4 separate regions of the Rattus norvegicus genome follow, and all the other regions are linked to region 1. A link is a contact called in public Hi-C data. All regions are on one chromosome and are shown on one strand. The core of a region is the stretch at or near the end of the contact, and the rest is flanking DNA. Distances in the headings are between cores, read along the strand shown. Region 1 holds the start of Ptprg (protein tyrosine phosphatase, receptor type, G). Region 2 overlaps Ptprg (protein tyrosine phosphatase, receptor type, G). Region 3 overlaps Ptprg (protein tyrosine phosphatase, receptor type, G). Region 4 overlaps Ptprg (protein tyrosine phosphatase, receptor type, G).

Region 1 (3,676 bases), core at 310-2,809:
ACAGATAAGCCTAGTCCTTGCATTTCCCCCGGATGCCTCTCCCTGTAGCTTACTTAAGCCGCATCTCCTAGAGCAGCTGCCGGGAAACCAGTCCTGCCCCGGGGTGCTGCTTTCTCTTGCCCCGGGTGAGAGGCGCACTTCATTCGCCCTCTGCCTAACCAGGCCAAGGTGCAGCCACCTTCTCCCTGAAACCGAGAGTTGGGAGAACTCCGTGACAGACTTTCGTGGTTTAGGGAAAGCGGGTGTGGGACTGGGGCTGGATTTTGCTAGCCTGGGATCAACCCCCGATCCCTTGCCTCATCTCCCAGCAGTAAACTCTGTCAATGGAAGCTCGGAAAGGAGGAAGAAAAAAAAATCAAATCTAATGAAACCTGAGTGCAAAGGCCGCTGGGCTTTGTCTCTTAGTCCCGGAATGCAGCAGGAGAGGGACGCCGGAGGTACACCCCGCCGAGGCACCGTCAAGGTGGTGAGGCCACACGGAAGTCCCCAGTCCATGAAAAAGATAGCTGCTGGTCCCGCCTCTCTCCCAATTTCAACCGGGCCACCCTTTCCCCTTCCCCAAGTCCGGGATTCATGAACCAGGCCAGGGATCTCTCCGAATCCAAGCAAAACGCTTCGCCTTTAAGAACTCAAAAATGGAGCAAAGCCACGCAGACCGAACAAGGCTGAGGTTCTCTTCTCTGTCCTAGACGGAGCCTGGGTTACCAGCTCCTCTAAACGTACACCCATAGCCCTAGGCACGCCTGGAGAGGAGAGTAGTGCAAGTCCTTGGAAGTGGGAGCCCTGCGCGGCCGCTTTAAGAGAGTGCAACGCGCGCCCCCGCCGGCGGCAGCTCGGGGATGCGCATCACCGCGCGCCCGTGCTCGCGCGCCCCCGCCGCCGCGCGCCCCCAGATCGCTCGCTCGCTCGCCCGCTCGCCGGCTTTAAAGTCTCTGCCAGGATCCATGCTCACATGTTACTTCCTGTATGGAGGCATGGCCAGTTTCCAGCCCCGCGCTCTCGGTTCCTCCCCAGCCTGCGCCGGAGCCACAACTTTCGGGAGCATGGACTGAAGGCGCCCTCGCCCCGGCGCCCCTCTGAGATCCTTTGTGTTTCCCTGCTCTCCACTGGCCGTTTCTGTTCTGGGGGGCTCTGCGCTCCGCCCCGCCGCTTCCCTCCCTTTCCCCGCTCGCAGACATGCCTCCTTCCTTGCCGGGGCCCTGGAAGGAGCTGCCCGCCTGAAGCCCGGAGCCGCCGCGCCGCACACAGCCCCTCCGTCGCCCGCCGGTTCTTGGGCTGCGCTGCGCTGCCGACTCAACTTGGGGCTCTTCCGCTCCTAGCCGCCGCCACCCGCGGTCCCTGCCTGCTCCCGGCCCCGGGCAGTGCCGCCGTGCGCCTCCTCTTCGCCCTGCCCTATCGGCTGGATCGTCTCTGAGCGAAGAGGAGCCCTTCTCCTCCGAGAGGATCGTCCCTAGCGTAGCTTTGCATTCCCGGTCACTTTTTGAGGTTTTTCCGGGAGCTCTGGCAGCTTCCCGGATTCCTGCGGGACCAGTCGCCGAGTGTGTGTTGGGGGCCGTGTGGCGGGCGAGCCGAGAAAGCCTCCAGGCTTAGCGGAGCCTCGCTCGGAAGCAAGAACTTATTCAACAAGTTTACCCCCCCTGCCTTTCTCTTTTCGATGTGCGTTTTCGGACATGCGGAGGTTACTGGAACCGTGTTGGTGGATTTTGTTCCTGAAAATCACCAGTTCTGTGCTCCATTATGTGGTGTGCTTCCCGGGTAAGTGCGGGCCGCCGATGGGACGCGGCTCCAGCCCGCGCGCGGGGTATGCGGAGTTGTCGCCGGGGCGCGGAGCTTGGGCGCCAGTCTAGGGACCGCGGAGAGGGTGAAGGGGGGCCGGGCTACGGAGGAGGAAAGAGAGCTCTGCTTCATTGGCTCCGGCAATGTTCTAGGAGGCTGATGGTCTGAGAGGGCAGAAGCAGTGGCGGGCTGGAAAGGAGGATCGGGGACTCAGATGTGCTCTGACTGTGGCTTGGGAAGCTTGAAGCATCTGGAGTCGGGGAGGGCGGAAGGGGGGAGGCGACTTGCTTTGCTGATACAGAGCTGATCCGGAGGGCTAGAGTTGCAGGATGTCTGGGGAGATTGGCTGTGGGAAGGATGCTCTGTTGGTTTGAGTAATCTGGGGGTGCTCCCGTTGCTTCTGCGGGGATAGAAGGAGCTCATAACCGTGGCTCACTTTGCATCCCTCCGACCCTTTGTAGGGGGGAAGGAGATGTTTGGGGATGGAAGGCGGAGGCTGGCTGCAGAGCAGTTAGGATGTGGGGAGCAGCCGGCGTGGCGTTCTAGTCGCCGGGGCCGCCTCGTTTGAAACAGCCTTGCTCCGGGCTGAGGTGCAGGCTACGCCTCAGTGCAAACGGGAGGCAGCCCCCAGGACGCGAGGGGCCTGGGAGACTCGGGAGGGCAGGGAGCAGGGAGTTTTTGGCTAGATCCCTGACTCACTGGGCTCGAGGCCCCTTTCTGTATCACTCTTCTGGGCTGGGCTGCCTGGGTCCAAGTGCAGAGCGCGGGTCGACAGCTGGGTAGCTTCTGGCGTCCGGGCAGATTTTTTTTTTTCTGTCTGGCGCGCCCTCCCTCCCTTCATCTTTGCCCTTTTGCAGGCTGAGTGTGCATGCCAGACCCAGACCCAGACCCGCTCATTTTCTAGCCAGGTTAAGGCTGGAACAATATTGGCCACTCGACAATCCTAAATCATTGCACGTAGCGGTGTGCAGCTCGGCCACCCTCCACTTCCAGCCTTCAGCCCACACCCTCCCCACTTCGTGAGGGCATAGGCCAGCCGCCTTCCTCTTCTCTTGCAGAGTCGGAGGGTTGCAGCTCAAGCCTCGCTTAAGCTGTCCAGCTCCTTCTCAGTGGGTGAAGGCCACGTCCTCTCTCCTGGCTCAGGGAAAGAGGTGGGAGAGGGCGCGATTTGCTTTTCTTTCCTCGATCTCCTAAGGACAGGACACCCGGTTTTTCTGCTTTCTCATCTGCCTGTTCTGGAATATTGGAGGCGGCGGTTATTCTAATCAAGAAAAAAAGAAACGTGCCACACTGTTTCCGTTTTCCTTGGTTAATAGCTTGTGTTCTGGCAACCAGAGCGCAGAGTTTTGGTGCAGCGGGTACCCCCAACCCTGTCGTGTACCCAGGAGCCAAGCTCGAGGACCCTCACTGTTCCCGGGGATCCTCTCTAAGGGGACTGGCAGCGAGTGATTCCCTCTTTGAAGGTTTGAGGGTGGTTGTGAGCGACAGAGGGCAAAACACTGCGGTTTTTCGGCTCCTTTTCCTCGGTGCATCCTCCTGTCTCTGGTGCTGTCAACAGAGCTCGGCGAGGGTGCGCGTGCCTACTCACTAGGAGGCCTGGGGTTTACCCACTAGGGTCCTGTCTCTATGGAAGTAGACGCTGAGGAGCACATCCTCTGAGAATCTGCACCCTTCTCCCTTAGAGACCATTGGGTAGCATTTGTTTTTAATCATTGCCTTTGACTAGACCTCTCCCCTCTCCCAACCTCCCTTGTCAGGGACTTGCCAAGCTGACTGCGCTCGGGTGTACCCGAGGTTGAGCCTAGTAAGGGTCACTTTTTCATAAAGGGGGTGGGAAGCAGCCTTGCAAAATAGACATTTCCAATTCCACTTCTGACTGACCTCCCTGGGCTGTAGCCAG
Region 2 (3,676 bases), core at 316-2,815, 260 kb after region 1:
CAGACTTCTGGGGAGTTACTTTTGGACTACACCCTAGGACAGGAAACCACAATTGCGCCTAAATTTGCACAAGATGGAAATAGATAACATTCTTTAGCAACCATGGCCAGCCACACTTAGTGCCTTTGGGTTCTCAGGGTGACTGATGGTTTGTGTAATGCTTTTCATACCTGGGCAATTCACAGGAACCACTGGCCCAGGGGATTTCATAAATTCCGAGGGCTTGTTTTAGAAATTAGAAGTACAGGGGAAATGGTGAGAGTGGAGGAAAGAGATGCTCTATGATTCAGGCTTTGGGGAGGTGTTCATGGGAAAATGGGTTGCAAGCGAAGAACGGTAGTGCAGTGCAGGCCGATGCAAGGCGTGTGCTGTGGACCCGAGTCTGGGTTCTGCCTGTAACATTGCAGAGCATATGATAAACTTAATATCAGTGAGGATGTAAGTAACATCACAAAGTGGCTGCTTTCTGACATTCCCCTCTACCGAGGTGAGAATCCAAAACTGATCCTAGGAGAAATTCTAGGCACACATCCACGGGAAGGATGCAAGGCCTGGGATTGCTAACTAGTTCGCCCAGATTGTATGCCCGAAGCCACTTTCCCTAAGCCATTGAGACTTTGATTTTAGGTCTATTTCTGCCGACTTCTCCAAGCTGAGTTGCTTAAAGCAAACCTGATACTTGGATTTTCATGACTAATCGGTTAATTTCCACTCATGTATGTGGCAGACGCAGGCTTGTTTATGTTTGTTCGTGCATGCGAGTGTGCACATGTGGAGGCCAGAGATCGAGTCCAAGTGTCTTCCTTCATTCTTCTCTACCTTAATTTTGGGGATTTCAGGGTCTCTCACTGAGCCTGGTGCCCATCAGCTTGGTTAAGTTGCCTGGCCAACTTCTTGGTTTAAAACAACAGGGCCTGTCTCCTGCTCTGTCTATCTGGGTGGTTTGTCTCTTTGCTGAGAGTCGCTTAGACCTTTTGATGATGATGTTAGTTGTGATACTTTGCTGAAGGTTTGCTCCCCCCCCCCCCTCGTGGCTGTGCATGTCATATTTAAACCTGACAGAAAGGAAAGCCTCAGGTAATCTTAGGGATCATTTTTTTTTGCAAAGCATATCTTTGTATGAAACCTGATAACACCGAGAGGCAGGACTCAGTCTTTGTGCCCCCATGCCATGCCATCTGTTTAAGAGTCTGTGCACCCATCAGTTATATGACAGGTTACTTCTCAGTGTGCTCCAGAGCCTGCCACCCTCTTCTGCTCACCTGTGTCAGGATGCCCTGGCAACTGGCCACCTCCCATATGGTGGTAAGATGGAGTCCATGGACAATACAAGCATCCCTCACCGTCAGCCAGCTGGACATGCCAAGAAGATGGTCTAGGTTGGTTAGAGGAGAGGAAGGAAGCTGGCCAGCCTCTTGGAAAGCTGAGGACTCCAGCTCAGACAGCATTTACACAGCTTTTATCGTTGTCTTTAAAAGTTTCCTGAGGGCCGGGAAAGCTGGCTCTGGGATTAGTAGTTCATACTGCTATTGCACAAGACCTGAGTTTGGGTCCCAGCACCCACGTGGTCAGCTAATAATTGCCAATAACACCAGTTCCAAGGGACCTGGCTCCTCTGGCCTCCGTAAGCACCTGCCTTTAAGTGTTCCTTTCCTACCCCCTACCACTACATACATGCATAATTGAAAAATAAAATAAATCCCTTTTGGTTTTAAAAGGGGGGAGGGATTCTTTGCAAAAAGAGTAACTCAGTCTCTTCACTGCCGTGGGCTGGGAGTGAGTAGTGAATAGTTCACTTAAAAAACAAGAACAAAAAAACCAATACTATTTGGGGAAAATGTGAAGGCAAAATATCTAACTGCTTTAGAAAGAGGCACGGATACAAATGTCGAGAGGCCAGAAAATACCCAGCATGCACCATCGCCCTCGTAATAAACTGGCCGGCAGAGGCAGACCAGAAAACACCCAGCATGCACTACCCATGTTATTAACTGTCTGGCAGAGGCAGAGGTTGCTTGATCAATATGAACTTGTTCACGCTTTCAGATCTGGGATTGTTTTTACTCACGTAGAAGGAGACACAGTTTATATCCAGGGATCAAAGTAAGATCCTCCATGTTACCACTCAAAGTGCAGTCAAAGTTTAAAATTCCTGCAGTCCGGCAACAGGAAACGTGGGATCATTAAACCGTGTTGGCTGGGTTTGTTGTTTATTCCGACTAATCTGACTGGGTGCCTGGTGTGGCTGGGAGTGTGCTAGGTGGCACCATTTGAAAGCATAAAGTTAGAGGACGCAGTTTGAAAAGTAGTGCTGAGATATTGTCACTTTAAAATCAAATTTTCTAGTGTTTTATTATTGTAATTTGCAGATATTCAAGAGTTGAGGCAATTAACATCAGTGCTTTGTCGATTGATTGACTGTGGACAACTGATTGACGAATGATTGATGATTGATTGATTTTTAAAAAAATTTTTTTTAGGCACTAATGATTTCATGTAGCCCAAATTGGTGTTGAACTTCTTATTCCCATGCCTCTACCTCCCAAGCGCTAGGGTCTGCCACACCAGTGGTTTTCAAACCAGTGTATGCTGAGGTTGTTGGCTATGTAGCACTGTGTTTCTAATAGGCTGTTGGCAGTTCCCCGACATGTGCATGAGTCACATTGCAGATGGATCCTCCCGTCCATGGGGTGGAGGGCCTTAGACGATTGTAGCCCCAGCTGTCACCTTATGTGCACCTGAGTTGCAGGCCTTCCCTCGCATAGACTCGGCCAGTAAGTACTATGACTGATATCTCTTAATGGCAAAAGTTTCCTGAGTTCTAGAGGATTTTGCCTCACACCCAGCCTGTGATAGTTTCTAATTCTAGAGCTAGGAGAGTCCTTTTGTAAATTACAGTGAGGAGGTAACTCTGTCCTGCGGCTTCTCTCCACAAGGCTGATCTATTCTGAAGTGAGTTGTTTCAACTCTAAGAATAGGTATGTGGCACAGGTGAGGTTATAGGGGATAAGATGCTTGTGACTAAAGCACAGAAGGCTGTGCGGTGAAGGCTGTCTATTAAAATCACCCTGTGCCTGGCAGGACCTGGGGACAGCATGCTATTCCTTAATCCCAGCACTATGGAGGCAGAGGCAAGTGGGTCTCCGTGAGTTTGAGAACAGGCTGACCTATGTACATAGTAATTTTCAGGATAGCCAAATTTTCAGGCTATGCAGAAAGACCCCGTCTTTTAAAAAAAAATTAAGAATTTCCTTCAAAGTGCCGTGTCCATGTTCCTTGCATAATGAAGTATCTGACCTTATAGGAACATTAACTGGCTGCAACTAGAGACCCTCCATCTAGAAAAGTCTGCATGGGAGCACTGTCAACATCTGAATGCAGATCAGTAGGAATGTGTCTTGTTGTTTTGCAGAACCCTGCTCATATAGAGCTTACATTGTACATGCACATCCAATTTACAAGTCACCTGGTAAAGGAAATGAAGCAAAAAGTTAACCTTGGGTGGGAACATACCTTTGTGGTAGAGCTCATGTAGTGTGTGAGGCCTTGGGTTCAGTTCCCAAAGAAAAGAAAAATAACGCTAATTCCTCTCCTGCTTCTATTCTATTCTCTCTACTGCATTTTAAAACACTGCTGTCATTGAAATATATGTGTATGTATGTGTATATACACACAC
Region 3 (3,676 bases), core at 379-2,878, 220 kb after region 1:
GGCTTGGCTGCAGAGTACCATTACCGGCTGAATCCTTTCACTGGCCCCAGATGCTGTTATTTTGACGGAGGAAAAAAGAAGCTCTTCAAACTCTTCTCTAAATAAAGTGTACGCGCAATGCGTTACTTTCTAATTTCTGACACCACTTGTAAATCGGAGGATGAGGAGAAATTCGTCTGTCTGAGACTGTTAAGATGGGGCTTCCGCTGAGAATCCCTGGGCTGAGCAGCCGGAATGTTTAACGTTACCTCCAGCTCAGAAGCAGACCGAGTTTAGTTGACACTTTTTGTCACACTTCCAATGTGCTATAATGGGCCTTGGGGACATGGTATATGGTTGCCATGGACAGCATGAAAGCTTGGATTTAACCCTAAGAAACCACATCTTGTTTTTGACCTCCGTCTCCGTCTGCTTTCATCTTACCAGATTTTTTTTTTTAAAGCGTGTTGACTTCTATGTGATAAATCTCGTTCAGTTCTGACTCCACCGAACTGGATTTTATAATTGTACATCTTTTTATTTATCTGTTTATTCATGGCTTCACGTCGTTGACCTGTTAGAAGTCTGCCTGGAGATAAAATAATATACACGTGTATATCTGTGTGTAGCTCTATAAACACTTTCGACTCCAGGCAGAAGTGTTGTCCTGTGTGACTGTCAGTCTTCTCCAAATGACGCTTCCCTTTTCAGACTTTGAACTGTTTTGAAACTGTTCGTAGCGTTCTTTATGACCTGAGCCCTTTCTTTTCTTCCATCCCCCAGGGAAGCTCAGAGTGACTGTGCAAGATGAGGCCTGAGCTCCCACATCTGGATCAACAAAGGCTTCCGGGCCCCAGCATCCAGGGCTCCTAGGGCTGCAGCTAACGCCTGTTTATCAGATTATTGAAGGGCAGGCTGCTTGCCTCAGAATGTGCTCCCTGCAGTTGTGGAATCCTATCCAGGCAGAGTCCTGATAGCCTTATACAAACGGGGCAGTCTGCAGACGCCAAGAGTCTCAAAATGTCCAGCGTGGCTTCCCTTGGATCAGGCTCCGAGTAGATGTAATCAAATTCTGAGGCAGCCTCGTACTCACAGGCCACGGCTTTGCACAGTGGGGATTTTTATCTCGTGGAAGTTACAAGTATATTCTACTCGGTTGGTTTCCAGAGACAGAGGCCAGGGAGACAGGGAGGCTGGGGGAGGTGGGGCACATTGTCATTGCTGGTCACTAGGGTCTTGTTTTCTGGTGCATGGAGAAATGACTATAGGGACAGCAAAGCTTCATGTGCCGGGTAAGGTCAGTGTCATAGAGGTCTGTGGCTACTGTCACAAGGAGGTGACATGTTTAGGCCCTTTCTGATCCTTACACATCCTAGACATGTACTGGGACTTGATAAGGCTGGGACTCCAGAGTTGCCTAAGCAGCCTGGCCTGTGAACCCCCCACCCCTCATGGCTCCACACACATCGGGGACCCATTACTACCCACGTCTCCAGTGCTAAAATTACAAGCACATGCTGCCGTGCCCAGCTTTTTTATTTACATGGATTCTGAGTTCCAAACTCCCATCCGTACGTTGGCACAGCCAGCCATTTATAGACCAAGCTGTCTTCCCGGCCCCTACCTGCTAATTCTTATGCAGGTGGTCACTTTGTTCAGTTTGGAAATCCTAAGTAGGTTAGCAACCTCATCAGAACGTTCTCAGACAGGAATCAATTTGACTGAGACATTTAAATTCCATAATGTGATATTGGGACAGATTGAATTATATAGGACATACCATCTTTGTTACAAAACATAAAGGTTTCAAGTTGAGCCTAAAGTCTTTGGAACGTATAGTTCCTTGGGCACAGATTCCCTGGCCTAGATAATATTGAATCACAGCCCTCTTTTTTCCAGCTCTCCCACATAGAAGTTGGCAAGGGATCCCCAGTGAAGGTTATTCTTAAAACCAATGCCATTCACGTCTGCCAGTGAAAAAGGCTTTAAAACTTGGGTTCACTCCTAATGGTGCCTCTGACTCCAAGTGCTTTCAAGTGTAGACTCTCTGTGTCCTGGTGGGTGGAAACTGAGGGTGTAGGACCCTTTACAAATATCTTTTTTCATATGTATCTTTATTCCTGGACATGCTGCCTTCACATCTGTTTTTCCTAACTCTTACTCCTGACCTTAAACAGTGACTTTACTTTCCCACACTTTACGTGTTTGTCTGCAGAACAGGGAACAGAGAATCCACAGAAATTTCCGTAGGAAGAAAGAATGGAAGGGTACAGGGTCAGCTCGCCTTCTGCCTATGTGAAGTCACCATGGTCTCACTTTTTGTCCCAAGGGTAGTAGGAAGTTCCAGAAGGACTGTGCAGTGATGTCACCACACAGTGCCAACATTAAGTAATTGCATTTCCTCCTCAGTAGACCTGACTGCCATGGCGTTTGGCCGTACCATCGGGAAGGCACCCCATTCCATGAACTGGCTTTCTGTGCTGAGCCTACGTGATGGGGCCAGCAAACAGACCACGGAAAGTGATGAGATGGGGTGAGCCATGCTCCTCAGAGTGAGATTTGAATTAATTTGATTTCTGGTCCTGTTAAATTCTGGGAAATGGATGTAAGGACGTTGGCTATGAAGAACTAGCCATAGGAAGTAAACGCATAATAGTTATTTATGTGTTGGTGGATAGAAACATGTAGATTAGAATTATAAGAGCATTAAGTAATGAACCCTTGTGTCAGCGTGTATTAATTGTATGAAATAGTGAGTTGCATTATATTTTCTCTAGTGTATCACAGAGTGAGGTCATAGTCACCCGTCATTTCATCTTCTAGTCCCAGCTTTTCCTCCATCTACTTTTGTGTCTTTCTTCCTGTCTTTTTTACCCCCCGTTTTCGGTAGACTGTGTGCTAGTGGTGACACCACACTAGATGAATTCACTAAGCCACTCACACAGAGATGGCCCTGTGGTTAGAGGCACATAGTGGGCTTACCGAGGACTCACGTTTAATTTCTATCACGCACGTTGGGTAGCTCACAACTGGAGCTCCAGAGGGATCTGATGCCTCTGTCCTTTACAGGTACGCACGCTCTCGAGTGTGTGTACCCACAGGTGTGGATGCACACGCGCACATACCCCAAAGAATTCTAGGTCACATGAGAAAAACATATCACTCTTTTTCTGAGTCTTACTCACTCCCCCTTGCACAGTCATTTCTAGTTCTACCCTTTGTTTGCTTCTTCGTAGCAAAATCAGAGTGCAGCATCTTCCGCCTTTTGTCCCTTCATCTGTGGATGAAGGCTGATTCCACAGCTTCAGCATTGTTGAATGAACACGAGTGTGTGAATGTGTAGGATGCTAACTTGGGTTCCTTGGGATATGTACTTACGATGTAACTCAGGCACATGATAGTTTTTGAGGCCTCCATATTGATTTTCCTAGTGGCAGTGTCTATTCACCTGGGCTTGCTGGCTTTGTGCGTTGGGCTAAATGACATTCCTATCTATAGTACAAAAGCGTTCTTCTCCACCCACATTTTTTTTTTGGGAGCTGGGGACCAAACCCAGGGCCTTGAGCTTGCTAGGCAAGCCCTCTACCACTGAGCTAAATCCCCAACCCCACCACCCACATTCTTAGTAGCTAGCGTTTGCCACCTGTTTGCTTGATGGTAGCCATTCTGGCAGGTGACGGGCAGTCACCATGTAGCT
Region 4 (3,676 bases), core at 760-3,259, 160 kb after region 1:
ACATTTTTATAGGAAGGGATTGGGCCTTTGGGCCTGAAACCTTTTTATCTTTTTCGCTTTCGGCTGGAAATGAGGTAGGCTCCGTAGAAGTTCTGAGAGGAGATGGAGTTTTTGAGAACTCCCTGATGAAAATGCCTGCCACTCATTTAGCTCTCTGCCTAGCAACCAAGTTGACTTAAGATCCCTCCTGCTGAGTGAGATGTGAGCGCCATTGGCTAGTTAATACTATTGGTTTTTAAAGCTCCACTTTCATCTTGTCAGGATGGGTAGACTGGGATGATAGGAGTCTCTGGATTTGTCCCTCTAAAAACTCATTTCGTTATTATACAATCAAGACTCAAAGACTGCTAGCGTTTGAAATTCTTCCTACCCAGGTTTGCCAGCCAATGGGGGATATGTCTTTGTTGCTTACAATGACATTAGAGTTGACCTCTTTCATAAACGTGTGTATATCCGTGTATACTACTGGGCTTTGCAGTGTTGTGTACAACTGTTCCAGCAATTTGGAAGATTATGTATAACACAACAAAAAGCCTTCATACGCTTTCAACTGACAAGGAACTCCAGACCCATAAACCACAGAGGCTAGGTTGTAGAACTTGCCAGAGTTTACGTTTGCATAACACCTTCTCCTCCTTCCTGTTACTCAAATGATAACCATAGGCAGATTTACACTTATTGTCTGTTCCGAAGAGTGAAACCACGCATTTTCATAAGCACGCTCCATTTTTAATTGTGTAATTAAGTTGCTGACATAAGCAAGTATGCAATTTCACATTAAGGTAAGGATCCGTAAAGGCATGCATTTGCATAATTTAATTTTCTGCACAGAAGATATTGAAAATCAATAGGATGATTCAGAGCCAAACCAGAGCAGTACCATGCTGCTTGCTTGGCTGTCGGAGCTCTGGAGAGGACAGAGTATTAAAATTGATTGAGTTTGGCGTGCTGACTCTGTAGCTGTACTTGGGAACCACAGATTGTTACCGTTTGCAAACCTCTGTTCCTTCGATAAAATATTTAGTTGCCATATATATATACATATACATATATATATATAGTGTGTGTGTGTATTGACTGCTATTCGAATAGTTTTAAAAATACGTTTAAAAATCACCTTCTCTTTGAATGATTGGAGGGCTTTAAATCATTTTCTTTTAGGTGCCATCGATACACAATTCCACGGTTATCTGGGGGTGGGCTAGGGAATCCTACATAGCAGATGGACACAATCAAAAGGAAAAGGAATATAGTTGGGAAGGGTGTGGTGCCTGGTGATAGAGTGCTTTGCTCCCCTGGTCATTTGGAGTTGCTTCCCCAAAGGCCAGCCTGTTGTGTTTTCAAGCCCGTCTGTCCTGCTGTGTTTTAGTGTTTGTGCTTTCCGGTATTAGCAGTGGTGTAACTCAGGGGAGGCAGAGGGTGACCTTTGGCTGCACCCCCTCCTCAAACCGAAGAACATCGAACAAAAATCTAAGACATTTAAAATTATCATTTGGGTCCTGCTTCCAAACAGTTCGATGTGAATTTCAAGGCACAGAATCCAGGAAAGTTTATGTCATTTATTTGTGAATTCTATTTTTTTAAAAAAAAAATTCACCCCATTGTTGATAATCATACTTCTTTTCTCACAAGAGGCCGTTTATAGATACATAAATTGATGATCAGAAGTTGAAGCGACTGTTTAAAGCAGTGGTTCTCAACCTTCCTAATGCTGCTACCCTGTAATCCAGTTCTTCATGGTGTGGTGAACCCTGACTATAAAGTTGTTTTCATTGCTACTGCATGACTATAATTTTGCTGCCGTTGTGAATTGTAATGTAGATATCTGATATGTAGAATATCGGATGGATGACTTCTGATTTAAAGTATACCGTCAATTGTCATCGCACGGCCATTTACTTAAATGACAGGCGACAGTTTTGTCTTCTAATCAGTTCATCGCAACTCTCCACCTCTACAGGTTCAGATCAGGCTGGCTTCTAGTTGACTCTGGCCTGTGGGCTTAATGCTATCCCAAGAATCGATTTCTATGGTTTGTCTCCTGGCTCGACTCCAGGTTCTGTTGTCATTCTAGCTTCTGCTGATCCCATACTTGATCCCCACCTAACCCTTTGTTTTGGGGATCATAGCCCAGTATCTTCAGGGGCTTATGTCTAGCACGCCCACAAGCAAAGAAGACTGATTGCCTGATACCCTTGCGTTTGATTTCATCACAGAGGTTTTCTGGATGCCGTGGCTCGGGGATTCAACGGCTTAAGGAAAGAAAGGGCCAGCCCACGTGCGGGCCGAGGTAGAGGTGCCTGGGTAGCCGTTCAATCCATGATAGATCGATTGATAGATAGAATGGATTATGGTTGCTATTGAAATGGTGACCGTGCGTGGAGCAAATCCCTGTTCTGATGGTGCTGAGGGAGATCCTCTCTAGAGCAGTTCAAATTTAGATTTAGTAGAGTTGACTGGAGCAGAAGAAAATAAAAACCAGGCTATGAGCCAACACCCAGACCAAGTCCTGAGAATCCATCCTCTAGGGAGCTCAGACGTCATTCCCAGAGAAAGGAGGGAAAGATCTAGAAATCAACTGGGCACGGGCCAGAGAATGTAGCTCATGTCAGTAGAGAACTTGCCCACAATGCACAGGGTTTATTTGTCCTTACCTAATAAGCTGGGTGTGTTGAAGTTCATGTTTGTGATCCCAAACTGGGACATGGCATCAAGGACACCAAAGTTCGAGGCCACCCTGGGCTACACGAGAGCTCTTCTTTCAACAAATACAGACAAAACCATCTTAGTGGGCTAGAGCAGAGGCAGTACGCCGATTTGTTACGTTCGAAACAGTTAACGTCCTGCAGGTTCTCCCACATCAAGCAGGAGCTTAGTTAAGAGTAAGTCCCCGAATCATTTGGACTGTTGGGCTTGGGACTGAGTTAGGCTCTCTGCTCGCCCATGTCCTGGGACCTTTGGAAATATCCTCTGCTGCTCCTATTTTACACACGGGGAAATGGAGGTGACCCCGCAAACCCCAACGGAACTGTCACTGCTCACGCTGCTATACTCTGTCCAAAGAGGAATGGCTTTGGGGCATTGTGGGAAACACAGTAGACAGATACACATTAAAATATTTATCATATGCACAAAAAAAGAACTGAATGTTTAGTGTGGTTTAGGGGAGGGAAGCATGAGTGATGCTTTCCTTTGATGTAGGTACTCACTGGTGTTCCTAGTGCCTCATCTACAGACGGATGGATGGTGGGTGGCCACATTTTCCTTGCACATAACAGTGAGCAACGTCTTAGATTTTTTTTTACCTTGTCATTCGGGACTACTAAACACGTAGAAGGGATAGCAGGTTTTTCCATTTGCATTTGGAGTTTCTCGTGTTCACATTTCCTCTAAGGGCTCATCTGTGTTCCAGCCCCGGTTGCAAGTCTTAAGGTCGTCTTTGCAGTTGAAGTGTTTTTCTTTTTCTTTTTTTTCATTGACCGACACACTCTCATCACAGCTAATGCCCTGGCGCCCTCGATGCTGGCTAATCAGAAGAGAAAATATATGGTAGTTCCCATTGCTCTTCTCATTTCAAAGCCAACATACGTTTCTCCTAACCGTTTTATTTTCTTCCTGAAAGCAGACTTGATTTTGTTTGGGTGCGTTTGAATATTAATGTAGGTGTGCGGTCGGG

Evidence for each region. A called contact is a pair of places that touch in the nucleus more often than the background predicts.
Region 2: a Hi-C map of liver shows a contact between it and region 1, with 4 times the contacts expected there. The contact joins the enhancer-like site here to the promoter of Ptprg in region 1. A contact is called at or near these places in 8 of 12 Hi-C or Micro-C datasets (the Rat2 cell line, frontal cortex, kidney and 4 more) and 1 of 1 datasets of contacts at active chromatin or transcription factors (oligodendrocytes).
Region 3: a Hi-C map of kidney shows a contact between it and region 1, with 2.0 times the contacts expected there. The contact joins the enhancer-like site here to the promoter of Ptprg in region 1. A contact is called at or near these places in 1 of 12 Hi-C or Micro-C datasets (kidney) and 1 of 1 datasets of contacts at active chromatin or transcription factors (oligodendrocytes).
Region 4: a contact with region 1 is called in a Hi-C map of liver, with 3 times the contacts expected there. The contact joins the enhancer-like site here to the promoter of Ptprg in region 1. A contact is called at or near these places in 5 of 12 Hi-C or Micro-C datasets (Schwann cells, kidney, liver and 1 more) and 1 of 1 datasets of contacts at active chromatin or transcription factors (oligodendrocytes).

Annotation. Positions count from the first base shown.
Region 1 is chr15:15,980,464-15,984,139 of GRCr8, reverse strand. It overlaps Ptprg (protein tyrosine phosphatase, receptor type, G), which reads left to right and starts at 1,559. Exons shown (of 30, transcript NM_134356.2): 1 at 1,559-1,755. The coding sequence starts at 1,671.
Region 2 is chr15:15,724,565-15,728,240 of GRCr8, reverse strand. The region is part of intron 2 of Ptprg (protein tyrosine phosphatase, receptor type, G); the gene reads left to right. Among named protein-coding and RNA genes, the nearest start is that of Ptprg, 260 kb to the left of the region's middle. Within about 2 kb of position 1,565, at least 14 of the 93 cell types and tissues checked have an H3K27ac peak or open chromatin away from gene starts, as enhancers often do. A contact at or near this core is called in liver, where this site is marked.
Region 3 is chr15:15,764,428-15,768,103 of GRCr8, reverse strand. The region is part of intron 2 of Ptprg (protein tyrosine phosphatase, receptor type, G); the gene reads left to right. Among named protein-coding and RNA genes, the nearest start is that of Ptprg, 220 kb to the left of the region's middle. Within about 2 kb of position 1,628, at least 32 of the 93 cell types and tissues checked have an H3K27ac peak or open chromatin away from gene starts, as enhancers often do. A contact at or near this core is called in kidney, where this site is marked.
Region 4 is chr15:15,819,999-15,823,674 of GRCr8, reverse strand. All of the region lies in intron 1 of Ptprg (protein tyrosine phosphatase, receptor type, G), which reads left to right. Among named protein-coding and RNA genes, the nearest start is that of Ptprg, 160 kb to the left of the region's middle. Within about 2 kb of position 2,009, at least 3 of the 93 cell types and tissues checked have an H3K27ac peak or open chromatin away from gene starts, as enhancers often do. A contact at or near this core is called in liver, where this site is marked.